Linked DNA regions of Mus musculus: regions 1, 3, 4 and 5 are each linked to region 2. The links are chromatin contacts, called in public ChIA-PET maps. All regions are on one chromosome and are shown on one strand. Each heading gives the region's core, a stretch centred on a gene start, on an enhancer-like site or on the middle of the called end of the contact. The rest is flanking DNA. Distances are from core to core; before and after follow the strand shown. Region 1 holds the start of Fhl2 (four and a half LIM domains 2). Region 2 overlaps Nck2 (non-catalytic region of tyrosine kinase adaptor protein 2). Region 3 holds the start of AI597479 (expressed sequence AI597479). Region 4 has its middle 37 kb from the start of Gm29040. Region 5 has its middle 45 kb from the start of Tpp2.

Evidence for each region. ChIA-PET counts read pairs in DNA pulled down with a chosen protein or histone mark.
Region 1: a contact with region 2 is called in an RNA polymerase II ChIA-PET map of memory CD8 T cells, with 25 read pairs. The contact joins the promoter of Fhl2 here to the enhancer-like site in region 2. A contact is called at or near these places in 1 of 39 promoter capture datasets (liver), 2 of 484 Hi-C or Micro-C datasets (Th1 cells and nephron progenitors) and 4 of 115 datasets of contacts at active chromatin or transcription factors (embryonic stem cells, memory CD8 T cells and pancreatic cancer cells).
Region 3: an RNA polymerase II ChIA-PET map of memory CD8 T cells shows a contact between it and region 2, with 33 read pairs. The contact joins the promoter of AI597479 here to the enhancer-like site in region 2. A contact is called at or near these places in 1 of 484 Hi-C or Micro-C datasets (CD4 T cells) and 6 of 115 datasets of contacts at active chromatin or transcription factors (the SCID.adh cell line, bone marrow-derived macrophages, double positive thymocytes and 3 more).
Region 4: a contact with region 2 is called in an RNA polymerase II ChIA-PET map of memory CD8 T cells, with 37 read pairs. The contact joins two enhancer-like sites. A contact is called at or near these places in 3 of 115 datasets of contacts at active chromatin or transcription factors (CD8 T cells, effector CD8 T cells and memory CD8 T cells).
Region 5: a contact with region 2 is called in an RNA polymerase II ChIA-PET map of memory CD8 T cells, with 23 read pairs. The contact joins two enhancer-like sites. A contact is called at or near these places in 1 of 484 Hi-C or Micro-C datasets (CD8 T cells) and 2 of 115 datasets of contacts at active chromatin or transcription factors (memory CD8 T cells and pancreatic cancer cells).

The regions. Positions count from the first base shown.
Region 1 is chr1:43,162,684-43,165,383 of GRCm38.p6, reverse strand. It overlaps Fhl2 (four and a half LIM domains 2), which reads left to right and starts at 1,423. Exons shown (of 6, transcript NM_010212.4): 1 at 1,423-1,682.
Region 2 is chr1:43,541,155-43,543,854 of GRCm38.p6, reverse strand. All of the region lies in intron 3 of Nck2 (non-catalytic region of tyrosine kinase adaptor protein 2), which reads right to left. Among named protein-coding and RNA genes, the nearest start is that of Nck2, 97 kb to the right of the region's middle. Within about 2 kb of position 1,349, at least 64 of the 459 cell types and tissues checked have an H3K27ac peak or open chromatin away from gene starts, as enhancers often do. A contact at or near this core is called in CD8 T cells, the SCID.adh cell line, double positive thymocytes and 2 more, where this site is marked.
Region 3 is chr1:43,097,368-43,100,067 of GRCm38.p6, reverse strand. It overlaps AI597479 (expressed sequence AI597479), which reads right to left and starts at 1,358. Exons shown (of 4, transcript NM_133818.1): 1 at 1,206-1,358. The coding sequence starts at 1,304. It also overlaps a transcript of Tgfbrap1 not described here.
Region 4 is chr1:43,223,121-43,225,820 of GRCm38.p6, reverse strand. No RefSeq gene overlaps it. Among named protein-coding and RNA genes, the nearest start is that of Gm29040, 37 kb to the left of the region's middle. Within about 2 kb of position 1,425, at least 106 of the 459 cell types and tissues checked have an H3K27ac peak or open chromatin away from gene starts, as enhancers often do. A contact at or near this core is called in CD8 T cells, effector CD8 T cells and memory CD8 T cells, where this site is marked.
Region 5 is chr1:43,887,277-43,889,976 of GRCm38.p6, reverse strand. It overlaps the pseudogene Gm19587. Among named protein-coding and RNA genes, the nearest start is that of Tpp2, 45 kb to the left of the region's middle. Within about 2 kb of position 1,311, at least 31 of the 459 cell types and tissues checked have an H3K27ac peak or open chromatin away from gene starts, as enhancers often do. A contact at or near this core is called in CD8 T cells and memory CD8 T cells, where this site is marked.

The sequences.
Region 1 (2,700 bases), core at 174-2,673, 380 kb after region 2:
CCTCATCTAGAGTCCTCATCATTTAATTGAGATAACTAACTTTACCAAAAGGGCCTGAAGATCCCTGGAGTGGCCAGAGGTAGCTAATGTTGACTGCGTGGCAGTTATTCTAACACCCTTGTTTCTCAAGTTCTGAGGTTCCACCACGGAGACCCTCCAGTGACACCAATCAGGAAGTATCAACCAGAAGAAAGCCACCACACAGTTCTTCCTGCCTTTACTGGAAAACGTGTTGCCTTCAGCTCCCCTCGAATGATGGAAACAGCTTCGACCAGTGATGGTTCTTCACTGTCCATTTGACTGGGTTTTGAATCACCTAGGAGACACACCTCTAGAAGAATTTTTGTGGTAGTTCCAGAGAGGTTTAACTGAGGAGGAAAGACTGGCCCCCAAGGTGGACAGCACTTCTCAAGAGCTGGGTAGAGGAAGCTGAGCACCAGTCTCTTTTCTCTCTGTGTCCTGGCTGAGAAGGAAATGTGGCCAGCCACTTCCCATCCTTCCAGTGGCCATACCATCTCAGTGATGACCAACTAGATCCCTTCACAGACCCTGCACCCAAGCGAATCCCTTCATCAAGTGGCTTCTGTCACCTCACAACACTGACAAGTCACTACCCCAGGCCTTCATTGCTTCTCCACATGCCCATCTTCTACCGTGCCCGCATATGGACTCATTTGCTCAAGAGAGGAAGCTGGCTTTCCTGGGCATGAGGATACCGTATGCCTCCCAACACTGTGTTGAACAGTGTCCCGTGCCCCTTTTAAAGGCCAACTCTGCAGAGGATCTTGTCCTTCAGAGTGTGAAGGACACATTAAGACCAGTGTTTTCTTTTTTCCCAGAGGGAGCCACTGAATGTTCAACAGTTCTCTAGCCTTGAGTGTTGGGCAAAGGGCCTTCTATCAGTGAGCTCCTTAGTGGAACTAATTAATGATTCTCTAGGTCATCGGTTTGGTTCATTCCATGATGGAAAGTGTCTGCAAGGTAAGGCGCAGAAGGCTACCATGTCATTGTGTGCACCACACACACATAGTTCCTTCCCCCAAATCTGCAAATGACCCATCCATGCTTGCACCAGGCTGCACTCAGGCAGGACCCCGCAACCCGGACGTGTCCTGGTGACAGTAGCCCCATGTCATTTCGCCCTTGGGTGTCAGCTGCTACAGCTCTCTGCACTGCATAGCAACTAGCCCTGGAGCCAAGGCCAGGACGCAGCGAGGGTTGACCGTGTGAGCCAAACACCAGGAAGCAAGGAAGGAGGTTAAGTCAAACAAAAGGTCTGTGGTAGCGTCATCAGGGGAACAGACGACGACCGGCTGGCTGCCGAGGGGCGCTCGCTACCGCGCCTGGCTCTCCTGGCCAGCGCGCCCAGCCCGCCGCCCGGGCGCGTGTGTCCTTATATGGTCAAATGACTCGGCGGGGGTTCTCGAGGGCGGGCGCAGCTCCTGCTGCACTCCGCCCGCTGAGCCGCCACCGCCACCGGTCCACAGTCCGCTGGGTTCCCTTAGACCCCGGCCCCACCGCGCGAGTACTACTGCGGCCGCCCAGGCCACAGCCCTGCTTGGGACACAAGGATCGCCACCAGACCGCTGCCCTAGGACGCGTCGAGAGCCTGTGGCCAGCGCACTCGGACCGTGGGGCGGAGACCCAGGAGACCGGAGCAGAGCTGTGCAGACAGCATCAGGGTAGGGACCTAAACGGAGAGAACAGGTTCTGGCGATAGGAGAGCCCTATTTGCAGGGGACACTCGGGATGGGGACCCAGAACGGAGAGGACAGATCCGGGAGAGAGGAGAGCGTAGCTGGGCATACTTAGGATGAGGACTCGAAATGAAGGGGAGGGAGATGAAGGGGCGACAGTGAATCGGAAATGTGGTGGGGGAGGGCGCTTGGGGGAAGGCTTGAGGGGAGACTTCAGGACTTGAGAGTTGATCTACAGGAAGACACCCCCAGGAAGAGCAGATGCGGGGCAGAGAGGACCAGAATCATGAGTGTTGGAGAACCTGAGCATAGGAGAGCCGAATTTGGAAATGGTGGGGAGGGACCTTTGATGTCCAGAGGGAGGGTTGCAGCCCTGTAGGGGTGGATCACTTCCAGGTGGTGGGAGACAATGAACTGCCCACAGGCAAACCCCCCCCCCGGGGGGCGGGGGATGAAGTGGAACTGGTCCCTGAAGTCTATGGAAAGGAGGTGACAGGCTGGTCAGCACGTGGATAGCCAAGCATTTCCTTTGAGAAGAAGTGGGAGTTTGCCTGTGACCACACATCTTGACTAACCACCCAAACTAAAACCTGAGCCATGGCGGGGGGGGGGGGGGGGGAGAAAAACAACACTTTTAAATGAAAAGAATTCTGATAGATTTCAGTCTTGTGGAAAGAAAGTCTTGAAATGCTTTTTTTCTGATCTTAAGTGAAGAACTAGCCATATTTGCTGGATAGTCTTCAGTTGTGTCTCTGGAACTCAACAAAGCTGGCATTTTTTTGAAGTCTACAGCTGTCTTCGGTGAAGCCAACTTGTGGCATGCACTTTCTTACGCATATTTTGGGATGTAGTTAACTATAATTTGGACTTAGCACGAGATTGTCTTCAAAATACTGCTCTAGATGTGTCTCATGTTGCGGTACTACTTGGCTTGTGTGTAGCCAATTTTGCAGTAGTGTAGAGAGATCTAAAGAAAGGGTGTTTGTTGGTGTGGCTGTATGTG
Region 2 (2,700 bases), core at 100-2,599:
GACACAAGGGGCTACGGCAGCCTAGTGGGCGGAGCAACACGGATTTCATGCACTCTACTGCTAGCTCCACACCTGCTTCTCCAGGATTTCTTAGCTATACCCCTCCCACATCTCATGGTCTCTCCTAGATTTTGTCCTATTAACTTAAAAAAAAAATCTTTCTCTATTTCCTAATTATCCTCCCACTGATCTGTTATAAGCTGTTTTATATTTTTGGTTCTAAATACTTGGAAATGCATGTGATACAAAAACAAATATGAATTATATGAATTATTCTGAGTGTCTGGCAGCACAACAGTATAGAAGTTTCCATAGTATTCCAGCAGCAATCCATGTGGCAGCCTGTTTCTACTGTGAACAATCTGGGGAGACAGAGTTGTAATGGATTCTAAATAAGAATGCTTTTGCGTTTAACTCATACGTGCACAAGGGTAGATAGTAATGACACCACAGAGTGGGTGAAGTCATGACAGACTTCTAGAGAAGTCTGGACATCTGAGACAGAATTGAGGTCCTGCTTCTTTAATGTTAAAATTTTCCAGGGGTGTGTTGGGCTGTGTCCTGATCTTTAATGAAGTAGTTCCACAGAGTGACTTGGCTAGGAATCATGTTCTAAGGCAAGATGGCAAGCAGACTTCAGTCAGTACAGAAAAGCCCAGGACTTCTACAGCAAATGCACTGCCACAAATCAATATCTCCCTTAACAGGATAAAAACCTCAAGCACTCCAAAGAACCAAGAAGTAAAGGGCCTGTCAGAAAACTTAAATGCCCTGGCGAATATCAGGCACCCTGCAGAGACAGCCCATGTGCTTTGCACCAACTCCATTGAGAGCAGCAAGGAGCCATCCAAGCAACTTAACTGAAATGCATACAAAGGGTAAATCGAAACAACAGCCAGGGAGCAACCAAGTCACCAATATGAACAGTCCACAGGAATCAACTAGACAGCTCACTCCTTTCTCCCTGGGGTCCCCTAAGAGACTGGAGAACGGCAGAGAGTGCAGGCAGGCTTCAGTGGGTTTGAATTTCAACCTCATGACTTACTGTGTGTGTGTTCTTCAGCACAACAGTAACTTCCAAGACTCAATATTCTTCTGAAAAATGAGGTACTCACTTCTCTTTTATGGGTGAGGCAAAGATTAAATAAGTGAAGCCCTTGCTGATCATTCTCTGAAAAGCCACATGAGGTCAGGTGGGGACCTGGGTTTTCTGCTGTGGGAGCTTTCTGCTGGGCTTCAGAGCGACCGACAGCACAATGCCCAACTGTAGAAGGAGTCCACACCTGTGTATCAGCTCCTGCATGCTATTGTAAAGTTCTCTAGCCCCTTTCTGCCAGGGAGTGAAGCCGTGACAGCTTTTAACTAACAGGATGTGGTATTTTGTTACCCCTCCCTGGCATTAGTCTATTGGTGTTAACTATTCAGTTAGCTGCAATCAAAGATAGGAGGAGCAGCTGCCCCTTAAGCACTCACAAAGCTCAGGAGTTCTGCGTTCAGCAGGCCAAAGCCACATCCAGAAAAGACAAAAGCAAACCCTGAAGAGGACTGGATACTGAAGGTTAGCCATCAAAAAAAGAAAATGATGGAAAGGCTGGCTTGAGGTACTTACTATGCACCTCAGAAATATCAGGTCTCTGCTGTAGTCACCAAATAAAAATGATTTAAATGGCTCTAAAACCCGAAATTCACAGAAACAAAGCAACTATGTTCCATGGCTTAGCCTCCAGACCTATGTATAACAGCAGACTCTGGGAATAAGCACCAGTATACATGAGGAGGTCAGAGGAGGGCAGCGGGCATCTTGCTCTACCATGTTCTGCCTTGCTCTCTTCAGACAGGACCTCTCACTTAACCTGGAGCTGGGTTAGTGGCCAACAAGCTCCGGCTCCACCCTACCCCACTCCCACCCCACCAGTGTTAGGGGCGCACATATACATCCAAACACACTTGACATTTTCCACAGGCTTGGGGAGTCAAACTCAGGTCTTAATGCAAGTGTTCTGACCAGGTAGGCCATTTCCCCTCCTCTATTTTGAAACAGAGCCTCATGCAGCTCAAACTGGCTTCAAACTCGGCTATGGTTCCAAGGCAGACCTCGAACTTCTTCTGATCTTCCTGCCAGGATTGCAGGTATGTGTCACCACGTTCCAGCTAATACATTTTCTTTTCCTTACAAAGGAACCAGTCTGAGGTACTTTACTCTGGCAGCAACAAAAATGTAAGCCGTGAGCTCTCTATACTTAACAGTCATGCAGGAGTGTCCCCACCTGTCATTTCCACCAAACACACCCACTCCCTCTCTACTCAACTCATACAGGTCTCCTCTCCAGGCCACTTTTATTTATTTACTTTTATTTTTATTTTTTCCTGTCTCTCCATTTCTCTTTGTCCTTCTGCTGGTCTTTTGGGTTCAGAATCCCCAAGTAATCAATGACTGATGCTTCTGTGTTCCACGTTGAGCCGCAAGGTCTGGAAAGCACCACTGTAAATTTCACTGTAAATGAGCTTCTCCATTCTCACTACTGAGCTCAGGGCTTGGAAAGTCATGCATGGGTCATGTTGAGGCCCTGTTTCCAGCCTCTAAAAACAGACACCGTCCTCTGTTGTCCTAGCCTGAAGACTAGGGTCAGGATATCTACCATCCATATAAACGTAACCTCTATCAGCAAAGTGGGACTCCTCTAAACCTTCTTTCATGGG
Region 3 (2,700 bases), core at 109-2,608, 440 kb after region 2:
TTTTCACCATTCAATTCACAGTCCAACCATTTAGGCATATTTATATATATATTTATATGCCTAAATAACTTAAATAACTTATTCTCTCTCATATCCCAGTTCTGTCTCAACATCTTGGAGCACAATATTGCAAAAACACACAGGAAAAATTGGGGAAACGTATGCTTTGCAAAAATGGAAAAAAAACAAAAACAATGCCAGCTGTTTAGTTTGATTTCATTTTTAAGTTGTTGAATCATCTTATTCCTCTTTCATACAGTATATTGCTGGCTTTCAACTTGCATTTACTCTGGGATGGGAGTATCTGAATACACTTGGACAACATTCCCAGAGGATGTCATCTGCTTGGATGGCACTGAAGGGGCTGCCTTCTGGCAGCAGTGCTTACAAGTGCTGTCCTTGGGTCATCAGCAAGAACTCGTTAAAATACAGTATCAGGGCACATTTGGAACGAACTTAATGAGAAGCAGATGATGGGGCTCAATAACATGTTTTAGTAAGCCTTTGATTATCCTGGTGTGAGTAAAAGATTGAGAATCACAGGTTAAAAGTCATTATTAAAATAGTGACTGAGAACTTCAAGAAATTAGAGAAAGATACGGTACTGGGGGGGCAAAACCACATGGAATACAAAACGTGCCACATAAAACTCTAAAGAAACTTTCAGCAGTTCTGCCATTTTAAATAAAACATCACACTTTTCTTTTATGATCTGCTATTATCTTAGGTCACACCGCAGGGGCGGCGGGGGGCGGGGGGGGGTGCATGCACCACCTGGAAAGCTAGGTGCTTTAAGTTCTCCAAACGGTTACTGTGTCCTGATAATGATCTTAAGAAGTAGGTCCATCTCTCTGAGACCCGAGTGTCTGTCTCTAAGAGAGGCGAGAAGCTACCTAACAGACTAATTTTCAGATGTTTTGGATCCAGCCCTGATTGCCCCAGACTTCTTCCCTCCCGGTCTGTTCTTCTAGTCTATCTCTTCCGCAGGCCGTTGCTTGCACACAGGCAGCGGAGGTCGTCTGTCACACCCTTTCCGAGCTCTAGAGGATTTCCCGGGGGTTCCAGTCACTCTCTGGAGGCTTCCTTTGGGGATCAAGGGAGGCAAGCCCCATCCGATCAGTGTGGGCGGGGAGCGGCCACGAGCCTCCCGCAGGCCTGCCTGTCCCCGGCTGCCCGTCCGTCCTCGGTCGGCCCGAGCGCCCCACCTGCTCCAGGGTGAGGAGGAGGAACTCCTGGGATAGCAGCTCAGGGTGCAGCAGCAGCTCCGCGTCCGTACAGCTGCGACCGCCCACATCCCCCGCCATGGTTGTCGCCAGGAGACCCCCTGGCCGGCCTCCCACAAGGCACTGCGGCGGAAGCGTCGCGGAAGTGACGTGAGGGGGCGGGACTCTGGTGTCACTCAGCGCGCCCGAGACGCGATGCTTTTCCCAGAGAGTAGAGTTTATGGCTGGCCGACTCGGCTGACGCACCTCAGCCAAGAGGACGAACTGGGACTGAGAGCGGAGCAGAGTCCTGCCCGGGCTGCGCCGAAAGCACCGGAGGCTAAGCAACGCGAGCTGGCCGCCATTGGTCCCGCCCCCTGTGACGTCCCATGGCAGAGGCCTCAGGGATTCTCCCGACTGCGTGGAGAGACAGAATGGAACAAGAGGGCAGACAGCTGTGACCCCAGATGGCATTGTCATGTCTGAAGCCATGCTTCTTTTCGCTTTTTACAATGTCTCAATCGTTTATTGCCTAATCTCCCTTCTACATAAAGTAAGCCCAAATAACACTCTGTAATCCCCTCTCCTCGGACATGGTAAGCATCAAGTATTGTTCCCTGGAAAGATCTTTAAACCGACCAGCTTACGTGTGGGAAATAATAAGAGAAAGTAGTAGCGCCAGTCCAGCGACTGTTACACTACTCCCCAGATCAGCCTGATGTGCTACTAGAATGCTTGTTTCTGGTATGAGGAAAATGAGCAATAGGACGGATAATTGGAGATCACAGACTGGCAGTGACAGGAACCAAGCAAACTGCCTTTGCGCTTACTAATAATTACAATGAAGTCGTGGTTTTTACTTTAACAAAATATTGTAGGCTTCAACTATATTCTAGTATTTGTGTGAGAAATCTCTTTCATCATTCATAGGAGACAGAGTCCTCAAGTTTTTGCACATTAAAAGGTTGTACTTCATACCTGTTATGAGAGCATAGTTTGTATGCTCTATAATGTATCGTTTTATTGGAAACTGTTGCATTGTTTATGAAAATATGAACTACTAGGAGTCTACCAAAAATATGCTTGAAAGAGTGCTGAAAAATAAATGAGATGTTAAATTAGTAATGAGAGACATCTTGTAAAATTTTCCAGTTTATGTGATGCTTTCAGGGAAGAAACAATTACAGAGCTGGGAGGAAATTTTAATGTTAGTGCTTAAAAATATTCAATCCAGTCCTTTTATTTTTGTGTTTGGAAAGCTGATCTAAGTGACCTTCCCTGAAAGGACAAGTCTTAAAGCTGGGCCAAATGTTCTCAAATGGGATTAAATGCCTTAGCTTTGTAACATTATTGTGCTAGTATATATTCAAATTAACCTTTATATTGTCGTATAATAATGAGTCTGGCATGGATGGCATCATTGGCTCCATTTCCTTCACTATAAGGTTATACTAGTTGCTAGAGTAGCTGTTTTGCAGGAAACTTGAACTTACAACCA
Region 4 (2,700 bases), core at 176-2,675, 320 kb after region 2:
AAAAAGTGAGCTGACAGAACGGCTATATTAAAAACAGGAAGCTAGAAGTACTGGCACAGACGCTGAGAAATGGGAGCCGTGCTTTGCTGGTGTGGAGGTAAAACAGAGCTGACACTGAGGGAAACAATATGCTGCTCCTTGAAATCTAAATATAGAATTATATGTTACTCAAGAATTCTACCTTGGTCAATGTGTCAAAAAGAACTGAAAGTGGGACTCTGGCTTCTTTCTCCTTTGTTCCTAGCAGTATTGCTCAGAAAAGTCAACGGCAGAAACACTCAACTGGCTGTTCGCGAGCACAGGCATAGTCCAGGAGGACGAAAGGGTCCTGAAGGTGGAGGAATGAGGGTGTGTGGCATCATGAAGTTCTAATGCCAAAGAACTACATTCTTAAAAACAGAAGGGTAAATTTCATGTTGTGTATTATTTTTTTTTCCTGTAAAAATGTCCTCAGTAAAGAAAAGTTAGAAAAGTGGAGCTTTCTGCATGTTTGTCGTTCTGGTAAAAATCACAAAGCAAGCTCAGGTTTGATCCTCTTTCCATCTCCAAAAATTCCTTCCTGCTCTGTGGGAAACTGAAGGGTATTTTTTGCATGCATTTCTATGGTTCCTGAGCCTGAGGAATGTGGTTAATGCTTAATGGCAGTTGTCAGAGTCAACGTTGCCAACAAGTTCCTAGAAGTGTTTTTAAACACCCACAACCCAACATCCTCTTCCCCAGGTGAACTGTCTCCAAGTGAAACTGATCAGAACTGGCATCTTCTTCCCCGGCCCCAGGCAACAATTTCTGAGCTTGCTTTCCTCAATGACAGAGAATAGTAAGACCGAATCTACCAGAAAGTGTTTTATAAAAATTAAAATCTCAGGATCACAAGTTCAAAAATGAACTTGAAGTCAAACTTTATGGCCCATGACTTTGGAAAAACTCTTTCTACAACCAAATATTTTGCATATTTTTGGTAGTCTACCTGGAGTTCTTCTCAGCTCGTTTCACTGACCCAAATGTGAACACTAAACAGCCAGACCAGCAAGCAGGGAACAGTGCTATAAGGAGTTTCTTATGCTAGCAAGAGTTGGGGGGAGCCCCTAAATACTGATAATGGCCCCCAGTTACTTGGCTCAGGGTACTCTTGATAGATTATTTCTTTTTCGGTTCTGTTCTAAAATTGGAACTTGAAAGAACTTCTAGTTTGACCTAAAGGCCAAGCCTGAAGAATAATAATGGGCTCCTTCAAAGAATAGTGGAGGTTCTCTGAAAGAATCCCTAACATAGATAGGTTCCTAGAGAAGGCATAGACAACCTAAAAGTGCCAGTGTGAACTCCTGAATAAAACTTAAAGAATGGAAGTCCCTGCCCCACCCACAGGAACCCATGTGTAAACTCAGATTCTCTGGATCTCATTAAAGTGACTCATGAAAGTGAAACCAGCTGCCTTCCCACGTGATAGGCAATTTACCAATGTTCTCACTGTGCTGTTACGTGTGAGAAGAGGTGGTCACCAAAGAGAGAGGCTCAGGTTGAGTTTCTGTTTCTGCAATTTGTGTTGTGGTGATAGCAGTGTCCTCTCATGCAAGGAGAATACACTCCAAGATCACACAGTGGGTTCCTGAGACCAAATACAGTAGTAACTGATAGCTTTGACTGTTGACTTTATTGGATTAGGAAACAAAACACCATGGTACTGGCACAAAAGCACAAAAGTTGGAGAATATACTAGAGGAGACAGAAATAAGCCCACACAATTACAGCCACCTAATTTTTGACAAAGCCATAAAGACACCCATAAGACAGAAGAACAGATACCCTCTTTTCAAATTTTGTGAGAAAACTAGATCTGTATCTCTCACCTTGCACTACACCCAATTCAAAATGGATCAAAAACCTTAATGGAGGATTTAAAATTTCGGAACTACTCAAAGAAAACATGTGTAAAGCACATCAAGATGCAAAATAGGCAAGGATTTTCTAAGTAGGATTTCAATAGTGCAGGAAATAATCCTAAGAACTAACAATGGCATCAGATAAAGCTGAAAAGCTTCTTCATAGCAAATGATATAGTCAGCAGAAAGAGACAGCCTACGGAATAGGAGAAAATAATTGCTGATCGCTAAAGTGGAGATGTCTGGTTTCTTGGGAGACTCAGATGAAAGAATGTTTTGCTGAAGCAGACACAGGTGAAAGGATGTTGTATGATAGCAAATACATGAAAGGATGCATGATGTTTAGAGAGAATATATATATGTATATGTATATATATATATACATATATATATATATACATATATATATATATGTATATATATATATATATATATATATATATGAGACCCCCACAGACAGTGGAAGTTCGAGCATTAGCTCACTTTGTTCAGCCTCAGTAGTCTTCACTGATGACACTCCTTACACTGTGTTGTTGAGCTTTGCTTGTGGTGACTTCATAGAGAAAAACTCATCAAAGAACTCATTAGATTCCTGTGGCTTCTTGCCTGGACTCAGGCTGATTTGCCTCATGGCTTCTTCTGGATTGAACTGCCCTTGCTGACTCGTGTGTGGTGTCTGCCAAGTGGACTGGACAGCAGCTGCCGGTTCATGTTTGGTGTTTGCTAGTGAACTGGACTAAGCACAGTGAAAATTGGATTTGCCCCAAATCACTATTTCTAAACTGGTCCGATTCCCATATCCTAATAACGTTTCTTTTTC
Region 5 (2,700 bases), core at 62-2,561, 350 kb before region 2:
CTCTTATACCCAGGATCTCAGGATCACAGGATCACAGAGACAACTGGACCCTGAGGAGTCCTGACACAAACAAGATAACCGGAGGGACAGGCCCCAGGCAGAGACAGTGAGTGCAGCTAGCACTAGAGATATCCAGAGTTCCCGTGTACAGTTAGCTTTGAATATCTTAGGCAATAAAGGTGTGTTTTTAAAAAAGAAAACAAGGTTTCTCACAAGACATGTCATGTTCAACACACATTAAGTAAGTTCTTTTTTTTTAATAGTTAAGAGACTTTATTCTAACAGCTATAATTACAGTGCTTGTAGAAATGAAAACTGAAAACAAGTATACAAAACAGTTGATTACTAATTGTGTATTGAAAGCGGTAAGAGGTTCCACGACACCAAATAAACCAGTTCTGAGATTTCCCCAAGATAAATTTAACAGCTCCAGCTTCTTCAGTGTTTATCAAAATGCAAAAGAAAAAAGTAGAGGTCGTCTTTCGATGGCAAATCGGACCCTTGCAGGCTGAGGGAGGAAGCTACTTCACACATGGAGATGGGGGTGCTCCAGGATGTGGGTCTGTAATGGGCCGACCCTCCCACCTTGCACGCACTCCTGCTGGTGAGACCCAGGCCTCCTGCCAGCGCGTCCAAGTGGGCCCAAGAGTAGGCTGGGTATGCAGGCTGCCACTGGGCCTTGCACACACCAAGTACAAGCCAGGCCCTGCACCCCACAATGGCTCCCAGCCTACCCTACGTAATCGTGTGAGCACAAGTACAAGCACAATGCTATGGAATGCAGGTGACCCAAAGACATGCGAGTCACGGGGGCTCTACTGTGACCATGCGGCGGATGATGGTTTGTTTGTCACCTTCTCTCCTGTTCCCACAGCGAGACAGGTGATCTGATAACTAGCATTCAGGCCATTAACTGCAAAACCTACACTAGGCATAGTCTCCGTTCTGTGTGTTCAAGTGTTCTTGTCCTGAATTTTTAACTATTTTTTTAAAAAAATGCACTGAGTTTGGGTTAAAAACCAACCACCAAATGGATACCGACACCAGTTTACAGCCCAATGGCTCCCGGAGGCCAGGTGCCCCTACACCCAAATCCCTTCTCAGTACTGACAGTGAGTTGATTCTCTTTTTACAATAAAAAAGCTAAGTAATATTGCATAGGAGTACCAGAAACTGCCTCAGTGGAAACAGAAACTATTTACATTAAATAAAAACCTGGCTGCAGGCTGCGTCTGCACATGTACAGCACGGTGCGATGCACAATGTGACCAACCCATGGAGACAGCTTCTGGCACTTAGGACCACAGAGTTGCACGTTTGCCACATGAGAGGAAAGCTGAGGGCAGAGAAGAGGAAGTGAGGGGGATGGAGGGGGTCTGGTTCACTTCTGGTTCCGGAGCTGATTAGACAGCCAATCTAGTCCTTCATAGAGCCTGTCCCCGCTGGTGGCACAGGTGGCCTGAATGTACCAGTTCCTGTGGCGTAGAGAGTGCAGCCCCAGCTTGTGACCGCTGTGATTTTGGCCGCTTTCACGGCATTGGGGAGGTTCTGCTTGCTGGCAAACACCAAGAGAACAGCATCTCGGAGCTCATCTTCAGCTAGCATCCTCATGAGCTCTTCACAGGCCTCGTTCACACGCTCTCTGTCATTGCTGTCCACTACGAAGATCAAGCCTTGGGTGTTCTGGAAGTAGTGGCGCCACAGCGGCGGGATCTTGTCCTGGCCGCCCACATCCCACACAGTGAAGCTGATATTCTTGTATTCTTGTATTGAAACCAATAGTGGGAATGGTGGTCACAATTTCGCGCAGCTTCAGTTTGTATAGAATTGTTGTCTTCCCTGCAGCATCCAGGCCCACCATAAGAATGTGCATTTCTTTTTTGCCAAAAAGGCCCTTGAAGAGGTTTGCAAAGATATTCCCCATGTTTGTGGACAGGTGGAATCGATATTGGCCAAAGACCTCCGTGGCGGCTGCTCCCAGCCAGGCATTGGTTTCGCTCTCCATTAAGTAAGTTCTTACTTGCATTTTAGTCTGCAACACTGTATGTCATTACTTTATTGTTTTTTTACATGCCCATTTCACAGAAAATTGTCCAATGCGTTATAGCTTTAAAAAAGTACTTTAACATAGATGCTACACAAAACACAGTACAATGTGAATGCCTGTGTATTCTGCGCTGTGCTAGAAATCAGAAGGGTGTTTAGTTTAGAACTCCCATATATACTTAGCTTAAACATCATAGGAGGTAAAGGTGTGTTGTTAAGAAGAAAACAAGAATTTTACTCACAATAGATGTCATATTCAAATTGCATAACATTCTTATTTATAATTAATTTACTTTATATGGGGTACTTTATGTCATTACTTTCATATATTTTTGCATACACATTTCACAGAAAACTGTAAAATGATCTACCGCTGGAAAAAAAAAGTTCTTTAACATAGACGCTAGAGAAAACACAGTACAACGTGAATGAATGCATGTTCCTCTGTGTGCTAATAACGAGAAGAGTGTTTTTTTTAAGTGTTCCTGAGTACATCTTAGGTGGTAAATTAATGTTGTTAAGAAGAAAACAGAAAATCTTCTCACAGTAGACGTCATGTTCAAAAGGCATTAAACAGTTCTTATTCTTATTGGATTTTCTTTAGTCTGCAACACTGTATGTCATTACTTTAATGTATTTTCACGTGCACATTTC